Linked DNA regions of Zea mays: region 2 is linked to region 1. The links are chromatin contacts, called in public Hi-C maps. All regions are on one chromosome and are shown on one strand. The core of a region is the stretch at or near the end of the contact, and the rest is flanking DNA. Distances in the headings are between cores, read along the strand shown. Region 1 holds the start of LOC103636098 (WRKY transcription factor 22). Region 2 has its middle 17 kb from the start of LOC103636099.

Region 1 (4,571 bases), core at 886-3,385:
ACATACAAATTTTATTAGTAAATTGGTTAATATTTACTGTATATGATATGAGATATTTACATGTTGCTTTGGTGGAATTTTGTTGCTAGCTTCGCTCCCGATCTCAGCCAGGCTATTTGGTCATCAGTCTTTATAATTTGTCATGGCCATAAATTGTTCAACTATTATTTGTAAGTACACACATAAGGTATCCGTGCAAATGGCTACACATTGCACTATGGATATTTACCTTATATATCAAATAAAAATACAAGAGGACTCGTTTTGCTAAACAATTTATTAAAAAAGCATTGGCTCGTGTGGAGGAGCTGCAAGCCAGAGTCATTTTTAAAAAAGTCGAAGCCCTACCAAATAGGCCCTAACTATTAAGGAATCTCATCAAGCAGCATTCTAGTAGACAAGGGAGATAAGTTGGGGAGTAATCAAGGCCTTAGGAAGCAATACGAGATTGATCAAATGAAACCAGTTTTGTATGCTTTAATTATCGAAAGCATAATATATGCTCAAGTATGTTCTCGTTCATAACCACCAGAATATCTGGCAGTTTTCATAAGAATCTAGTGATAGAACACTAGAAAAATGTTAAGAAAGTCTTACAGTATTTGCAAGGCATAAACAGTCTCATGTTAACATACATAAAATTAACTAGCCTTAATATTATAGGATACTCAGATTTGGATTGTACATGGTGTGAAGAAGATAGAAAGTTCATGATTGATTTCATATTCACACTCAGAGAAAGAGCTATATCATGGAAAAGCTCAAAACAAACTATCACCACATCATTCATAATGTAATATCGAGTTTATTGCATCTTATAGGGCAACATGGCATGGTATGTGCCTTAAGAAGTTTGTACCTAGTTAAAAAGTGGTAGACAACATATGAAAACAACTGGAGCTATACTGAGATAATAAACCAACAATATGTTGCTTCTATAACAAGAAGTCAAGTGCTACTGCTAAACACATTGACATTAAGTATTATGTTGTAAAGGAGAAATTCCAAGATCAAATAATTGAACATTAGGATATAAACACAGTGTAAATGCTTTCAGATCTGCTCACTAAAAGACTCTCAGTTATTTCGCGGTGATCACCGAAAAATCAGGAAGCCGCTCGGAATTTGCCAAATTTCGCAATTCCTGAACGGTTTGAGATTTGAAATTTAAAAACGGTATTCAATTTGTCGATTTACCAACTGGAAATGCTGAATAAATTGGAAAAATAAAAAAACTCGATAAGATTTCTTCATAATTTGTTTAAATCACGCTACACATGAATTTTCGAACGACAATTCTTCATATTTTTTGTCAACTATAGCGTCCGGCGTCGGGCCGGCGCGCGCGTCGTTTTCGTGTCCAAAACCAAAAGGGCCTCATAAACTACGGGATCCATGCAGCAGTGCAGATCTCTGCCCTTTGACATTCGCGCAGGATCAGATCGGACCGAGAATAACTGACGCCTGCAGTCAAGCGCGACCAATCATGGGGACTGAAAAAGAAATATATTGAATTAGTAAAAGAGGATGCAACTGTAAAAACGATTCTTCGTCATCATCGTATTATAATTCCCGGTTTATTCCCACGCCTCGGTCGGCCTGCAGCCTTCTTTTATGGCACGGGTGGGAGGGGGGCTCGAATCTTCCGTTCCCAGCTCTATCTCTCTCCTCCCTTTTGACATTTGGAGCAGAGTCAAAAGAACGACACGAAAAAGCTTACCAAGGGCGGCGACGACGACGACGGACGAGGGCCCCGGACCGCCCCCATTTTGACAGGTGTACTTGGCGACACTGTAGCAGCAGCATGCTTCCAGAAACCAGCCGCAACAATTTTTTAAAATGCGCTCGCCGAGGGGTAAGGATGCAAATCCGGGCGTGATCTTTTTTTTTTTTTTTTGCTTGTCCCTGCCGGCTGCCGCTGCCTGCCTGCCTGCCTCCGTGTCCACCGCTTGCATCGGGTTGACTTCTCATCGCATCCTATCGCAAGTTCGGGTTGAGCACTTGAGCACGAGGTTGAGCCCCCGCGCCGTGCCGCGTCAATGCGGACTGCCCCGGGTTTGCGCGTCCAAATACTCTCACGCGTATAGTAGATAATACACATATATACTACGCGCATATATGCGCGCGTGCTGGGGGCCGTGGGGCCCTACTGGACTACCAGTTCCAAAAGTCAACCCCACCCCACCCCCTGCTCGCCAGTCCCCCGCATACGGTCAGGAGCAGCGTCCCTCCCTCCGCCTCGTCGAAGCCGGTCGTGGTTTCATGCGCGACGTGCTGCTGCGCATGGCGGAGCACTTCAACGACTGGGACCTGCAGGCGGTCGTCAGGAGCTGCGGCGGCGTCGCGCACGCGGGCCCGCCGCCGGAGCCCGCCGACGCGGCCACCGCACCCGCGGCGCCGAGGGGAGACGAGGCGCCGGAGCGGGTGCCCGGCGGCGCGCGTGCCACGCCGGCGGTGTCTGCCCGGAGACAGGAACGGGCGCCGCCGCCCGTGGCGCTCCTGTGCGACCTGGAGTACCTGGATTCGGACCACAAGCCGTTCCTGCTGCCGGTCGCGCGGCCGTCGCCGAGGCCGCGCGTGGGGGGCGGCGGCCACGGGAGTGAGGTGATGATCTCTTTCCCCGCGGGGGCCGCATCCACGTCCGGGGTGCAGCAGAGGGCATCGTCGCCACGCCGCAAGCCAGGCGCGCGCACGCCGCGGCCGAAAAGAAGGTACCGTAACCGTAGCCGTACCGATGCTGTGCGCTCAGCTCCATTTATGCAAGATTCCTTTTTTTATTTAGACTTGTTTTGCGCGCGCGCATGATTTGGTTAGAGAAGAATGAAGTGCGATGGCTTATTGCTTTCCGTTTCCTCCCTGCTTGTCGTATGACATATGACAGCAAGAAGAGCCAGCTGAAGAAGGTGGTGCGCGAGATGCCGGTGGCCGACGGCAGCTCGTCGTCGCCGGACCCGTGGGCGTGGCGCAAGTATGGCCAAAAGCCCATCAAGGGCTCGCCTTATCCGCGGTAACTACGTTGTTTTTTACTTTGACCTCGCCTTCCATACTGCGTGCTTGCTAGTGTTAGGAGCTTTGATAATTCAGCCACAAGACAATTCGACAGCAGTAGTGCGTGCTTGCAGTCGACATTGTGGCCGCTGAGGCGCTGACCCGCAGGGCTCACCGAACTAATAATGCTCCGTTGCGATTCGAATCTGTGACCGCAGGGGGTACTACAAGTGCAGCAGCATGAAGGGGTGCACGGCGCGGAAGCTGGTGGAGCGCAGCCCAGCCAAGCCCGGGGTGCTCATCGTCACGTACATGGCCGAGCACTGCCACCCCGTGCCCGCGCAGCTCAACGCGCTCGCGGGCACCACTCGCCACAAGCCGTCGTCCGGCGCGGCCACCGAGCTGCACAGCGCGGCCTCCTCTCCCAGTAGCCACGAGCAGGGCCAGACAGTCGAGAAAGCGGCCGGCCTTCGAGAGCGTGGCATTGGCAACAACGAGACTTCGAATTCAACAATGGCCGGCGAGTTTGGCGGCGAGGAGATAGCGGCCGTCGATGACGAGGACGAGTTCTGGCCCGCGGAGATGGACCTGGACGAGCTCTTGGCGCCCGTGGACGGCGACTTCGATTTCGAGCACGTCATAGAGGAAGATGGTGTACTGGGACGGCGGCGGCCGCAGAAAATTTGCCCTTAACGCCACATGCTCCCATGTTCATACACATAGCGGCTGATTGTTTTGCTACGCGCGCGCACCCAGGCACGCGCGAGCATTACCAGCTGGGTACGTTTATTTGTAGAATATGGTAGATGTAAGTAAATAGTCTTAAAATAGCTTATTTTGTATCTGTTCATGTGGTTAGTATTCCTCACGTATATTCCATCAAACTGACGTTCAGTGAAAATCAACACATACGGTTGCCTATAACAAGATAATACGAGTAGCAAACTGAAAACAACTTTGGCGAACGACGGATCTCTCGGAGGTTTTCGATTAGGATTCAATCCCCTCCGGTTTAGATAAAACCGAACCTACCCTAGGTAGGGCGATGTAACTGCAATTTGCAATAGAGGAAGCACTCAGACACGCTAGACAGAAAGGTTACAAACGCATAGGCTTTAGTTAAGCTGCTTTTGAAGCCAGTAAACAAAAAGTAAAAACCAGAAATAAAAAAGTAGAAACCAGAAGCTGCTTGTCAGAAGCAGCTACTTTTAGTTATTGCAGATCCTGTTTTTTGTTGGTTTTCTACTTTCTAAAATAGCGAAATGAAACTAGAGAACAATTGCAGGTTTCAAGAAAATGAAAAAATAGAGACACGTGTAAGTTTTATGCTTGTTTAAATTAAACAGCATACACCTTTTTCACAACCCACAATCTATTGCAGCTTTTACACAGTCCACAACTTACAATAGCTTTTCCTCGAACGACAGCTGAACCAAAAACACACACACACTTAACCAAACTTACGACACCAAATGGGTGGACAGAACTAGGTCATAACTTCCAAGACCTGGATTTACAAGAGGGGCAGTCCAAACTTCAAATTTCCCACTTCTTGAGCTCCATACCATCAGGAGGGCTCGCTT
Region 2 (4,571 bases), core at 962-3,461, 140 kb before region 1:
TGATTCACTCATGTATTGTTACATTAAACATTTTCTACTCATAAATTCATTAGTCTTAAAAATTATCTCGGTATTTAGTCTTTTGCTATATAATTAGTTTTATAATTAGACTATATTTAATACATATAATATGCATTTAAATATTTGATATGAGACAGACTAAACTTAACCAAACACTAAGAGCTCCACGACCGCAATGGGTAAGTGCCATCCATCGGTAGGTATATATCTCTTTGCACATTGGACCGAGATCAAATTAAGTGCTATGCTTGCCAATTAATACCTCAATTTCTTGCATCGTAGGGGTGAGTTAGAGGGTCTAATTCTAGTATTCTTGTCGTTAAAATTTATGTTCCTATGATTTTTATATTTCAAAATAGTTTTTAAAATATATAGTTTTCGCACACAAAGTATATACTATATATCTATAGCAAAAATAATATATCTAAAAATTAAACGTATTATAATTCAAAATAAATCAAATACATTCTTATAATTAGTATATTCAAATTTAATAAATTACAAAAAACTAGTATTCAAAGAAAGAAATAGAGATAAAGACAAATATGCACCTTGGGCCACTAGATAGGGTCGTGACCATTGCCTAAAAAAATCCCCTTAGGGCTAGTTTGAGAACTACATTTTCCTAAGGGATTTCTATTTTCCCAAGGAAAAATGAACTAATTTCTCTTGGGAAAATAAAAATCCCATGGGAAATTGGGCTTCCCAAACTAGCCCATGTATTATCATCTTTTCGGTCCTAACATAGACGCATAGTTGATAAAATCTTGAATCATTGTATGTTTTCATGACTCTGTGATCCTAGTAGTTCATAGTGTTGATTCTACGATTCTGTTAAGGAAATCTACGATTTTAGGATTCTAGTAGGATTTAATTCAGGATCACATTTAAAGAACTTTGGGCCCTAATTAAAGTGGCCCTAGGTGTGGCCCAAGATATCTTCCACTTCAAACTGGCCAACCCAGTAAAGCCAAGGACCAAGAAAGCAGACCCGAAGTCTAAAAAAAACTTCACCTCAATTATCTTAACCTAGATTGTATATTTCTAATATTTTTACTAGATCTCAGGTTATACGTATAGGAAATAACGGCATATGATTTAGTGTTGGCGTTTTAGGGGCAATATCATCTACATCTCATTTATATCTGTTATTTACTAACTTATCTAAAAGATTCATCATCTATATCTTATTTCTATGCACCAACAATGTCATTTATATCTCGTCGTCTATATACCAAAACTCGTGTTATGTATTTTGCTCTATATTTTTATGTGTACATAACTGTTATTTCCTCAGATGTTATATACATATTTTAGTTTTGCTTAATTCTTTATCTAAAATATAAAAAATAATAGAGGAGATGTGGGCAGTGGCGAATATAGGATTTAAAGTTAGAGTGGTCTAATCTTATTAAAAATCAAAATAAATAAATGAGTTTGTATTTTAAGTCCTACAACGTATGAGAATCAAAAGAAAAATTAAATCAAAACCATCTATATAATGTAGCAGATCAAAATCAGATGGTGGGCCGGACCCACCCTATCCACCATCTAGATACGCCACTGGATATGGGTGTCTCTATATAGAGAGCATGAATGAGTGTGTTCTATATTTAAAAGAAACTTTAGAGAACACCGTTAAAGAATATAAGAAAAAAAACTTTTTCATATTTAGAAAAGAAACGTAGAACCTCTCGTTGAGGACATGCATAAAGTCTCTTCAATCACTGTAGCAGCAAATGGCCGCCAACTGCAGTCTGCAACTGTAACAACTATAGCTTTACAACGGCCGGACACCCCCATATTGTTAATGAAGATAAATGACGAAGTAATAATGAAATAAATCATCACAAGTTAGATGTTTTTTGACCATTTTTATATTTTCATCAAATTTATTGTTATATTAGCGTGGAACTAAAAGCATCACCTAAGATTATGCACTCCGATTTATGTGTTAATTTAATTATGTGCTGTCATGTGACTTAGTGAGGCAAGTTTACACATCTAGACAGCGATTCGAGAGGTGACCGGCTGCTCCAGCCTCCACCAGCCACCACTACCCAGGGCAGAGCATGCATAAAGGGCAGGGACGGGCGGAGTGGGGAGACGATAGTCAGATAGACACTGTACTCCTCCGTAACTGCCACGTGACATGTGGGTCCCGGACCGGGTAGCACGCCATTGAATGCAGAACAGTGGAAGCTAGATCCGCAGCTCGCAGGCAATACTACAGTGTGGCGCGTCACGCCATGCCGTGCAGCACTGCAGCTCGATAAAGGATCGCCTGCCAAGGCCGCCATCTTTCGGTCGGATTGGCTTGAGTATATTGACTATATAACGACGTCTCTAATTGCTAGCTATTTCACTAGATAGATTCACTCTTTTTCATACTTAAAAACAAATTATGGATAAAACGATAATAACTAGCAACGAACAAATAGATATGAGATTTCACATATGAGTGTATTAAGTGTGAGATCAAACGGTAGTGGTGAGATAAATTACTATTTTTATTCTTATCTCAGCTCCACATCAACTAGGTATTTGAGACAACCATTGTAGACGCCATAAGACTATTGAGGCTGTTGGGTTTGAATTAAAGTTGATTATTAGACTGCTATAACTATAATCTATAGAGACAAAACACTATATAAGCGGTACGATCAATTAATCTTGGTTGCAAATAGACAAACTTTAGGCACCGTTTGGCACCATTTCTATTAGAGCCGTTTTGTGATAAAATCAAACGGTTTACCTAAGAAATCCCTTGAATTATGAACTTATAAATCAGAAATGGAGTAAAAATAGTGAATTTACCTTGATTCTATATTTCTATATACGGTTTAATTAGAGCATGTTTAAACTTGCCAAGTAATTTACCGAACCGGTTTCAGGCTTTCAGCACCATTGCTGATGTTGTTCATAAAACTAAAGACAAAAAGATTACTTCACTAGTCAAATAAAACCGGGGCGGATGCAGGACCGGCGTTGGAGGGGCTGGAGTTCCAGTCCAGCAGTCCAAGTAGCATATACAATATCTCTATAAAATGTCTTAAAATCAAAGCAATGTCTCAAAAATTAAAATAGTAAATTATTTAAATGTTTAAAGTACTACAAACAAATTGAGCTTCTACAATTATGTTCTAAATCATGTATTTTAGCAAATAAATTATATTATTAAGAAAAAAAACATTGGGGATACTGTATAAAAACAAGGATATGATACTAATGTCAAGTGTATTATATTTGGATCACTTCATGACCTGCCTTATTTTCTAAACAAAAAATTATAAAACGGGACAATGTTAGAGTTATTCTTTTTATTAGTTAAGCTCTATTTTTAAAAAATAGAGCTCTAATTTAAAGCACTGTTGGAGTTGCTTTTGCCTTTTGGTACCATGTAGTAGTTTTAGCAGTCATATAAAAGGTGCATAGTTATAAGATGCAGGCGCATAACAACATATTGCAGGCTCATCAAACCATCAACTATGCGACAGACATGTAGCAATCCGCACACGTTTGTCATTCGCGTATCCGTTTTAGCGGGACATCTCCAGCCTTTCCAATCCATAATTTAGTCCGATGTGCCACTGAATAAAACTATACTAAATAGTATCTTAGTGGGTGTTTGGTTTCTAGGACTAATGTTTAGTCCCTAGATTTTATTCTATTTTAGTTCTAAAATTACCAAATATAGAAACTAAAACTTTATTTTAGTTTCTATATTTAGCAATTTATACACTAAAAAGGAATAAAATGAAGTGACTAAACATTAGTCCCTAGAAACCAAACACCCCCTTAATGTGCACATTTGCCTCGTAGGAATTGGCAAATGCATGGCGGGCCATCTAGCTACGCACTAGTAGTCGATGCAACTATGGAGTATGTACCAAATAGTTTTACGTTTGATCGAATTTTTTTAGTAAATAGTATTTGGATTTATAGTTCTAAATTAATTTATTATAAACACACATTTTATAATTAGGGTAACAATATTTATTAAATATTATAATATTTATTTATAATTAATTAAATTTAAAATACTAAAATATAATACCGTTAGAATTGTAATTTTTTTGTGTGATGGAGGAATTACCAATTAATCACAGGACCCATCCTGGAACATTTGGACGGGTGCGCACACGGCCAAATAACTTTACTTTTCCGCAACATATTTCTTGGTAAGGTTATTCCCCGTCCACAGTAACCTACGCATTTCACATATAAGCATTTTTTAATGATGTGACAAGGGAGTTAAGAGAAAAGAGAAGAAAGTTGTATCTTGAGAGATACTATCTGTGTACGGGATCATATACATTAAAATTTTAAACATCCAAGTGGCCCACATCTCATACTCTCATACTATATGCTAGCATTTAATATTTTATAGAGGACTAAAAAATAACCTATGGTATCATGCATTAGGATAGTTATATCTTATGTAATTTCATATGCATGGCATTGTCAGCATTAGGTATTGTGTGAAGATACACCAGACTGTAAATAACCTAAGCAGGTTGAGTACAGTGAAACTAGCCCGATATATTTAA

What was found. A called contact is a pair of places that touch in the nucleus more often than the background predicts.
Region 2: a Hi-C map of endosperm shows a contact between it and region 1, with 2.0 times the contacts expected there. The contact joins the enhancer-like site here to the promoter of LOC103636098 in region 1. A contact is called at or near these places in 3 of 25 Hi-C or Micro-C datasets (endosperm, leaf and tassel).

The regions. Positions count from the first base shown.
Region 1 is chr8:149,027,470-149,032,040 of Zm-B73-REFERENCE-NAM-5.0, reverse strand. It overlaps LOC103636098 (WRKY transcription factor 22), which reads left to right and starts at 2,135. Exons shown (of 3, transcript XM_008658464.3): 1 at 2,135-2,711; 2 at 2,882-3,007; 3 at 3,207-3,832. The coding sequence starts at 2,263. The coding sequence ends at 3,681. LOC103636097 (protein SGT1 homolog) reads right to left here. Exons shown (of 10, transcript NM_001425482.1): 10 at 4,363-4,571. The coding sequence ends at 4,525.
Region 2 is chr8:149,170,616-149,175,186 of Zm-B73-REFERENCE-NAM-5.0, reverse strand. No RefSeq gene overlaps it. Among protein-coding and RNA genes, the nearest start is that of LOC103636099, 17 kb to the right of the region's middle. Within about 2 kb of position 2,211, at least 18 of the 20 cell types and tissues checked have an H3K27ac peak or open chromatin away from gene starts, as enhancers often do. A contact at or near this core is called in endosperm, leaf and tassel, where this site is marked.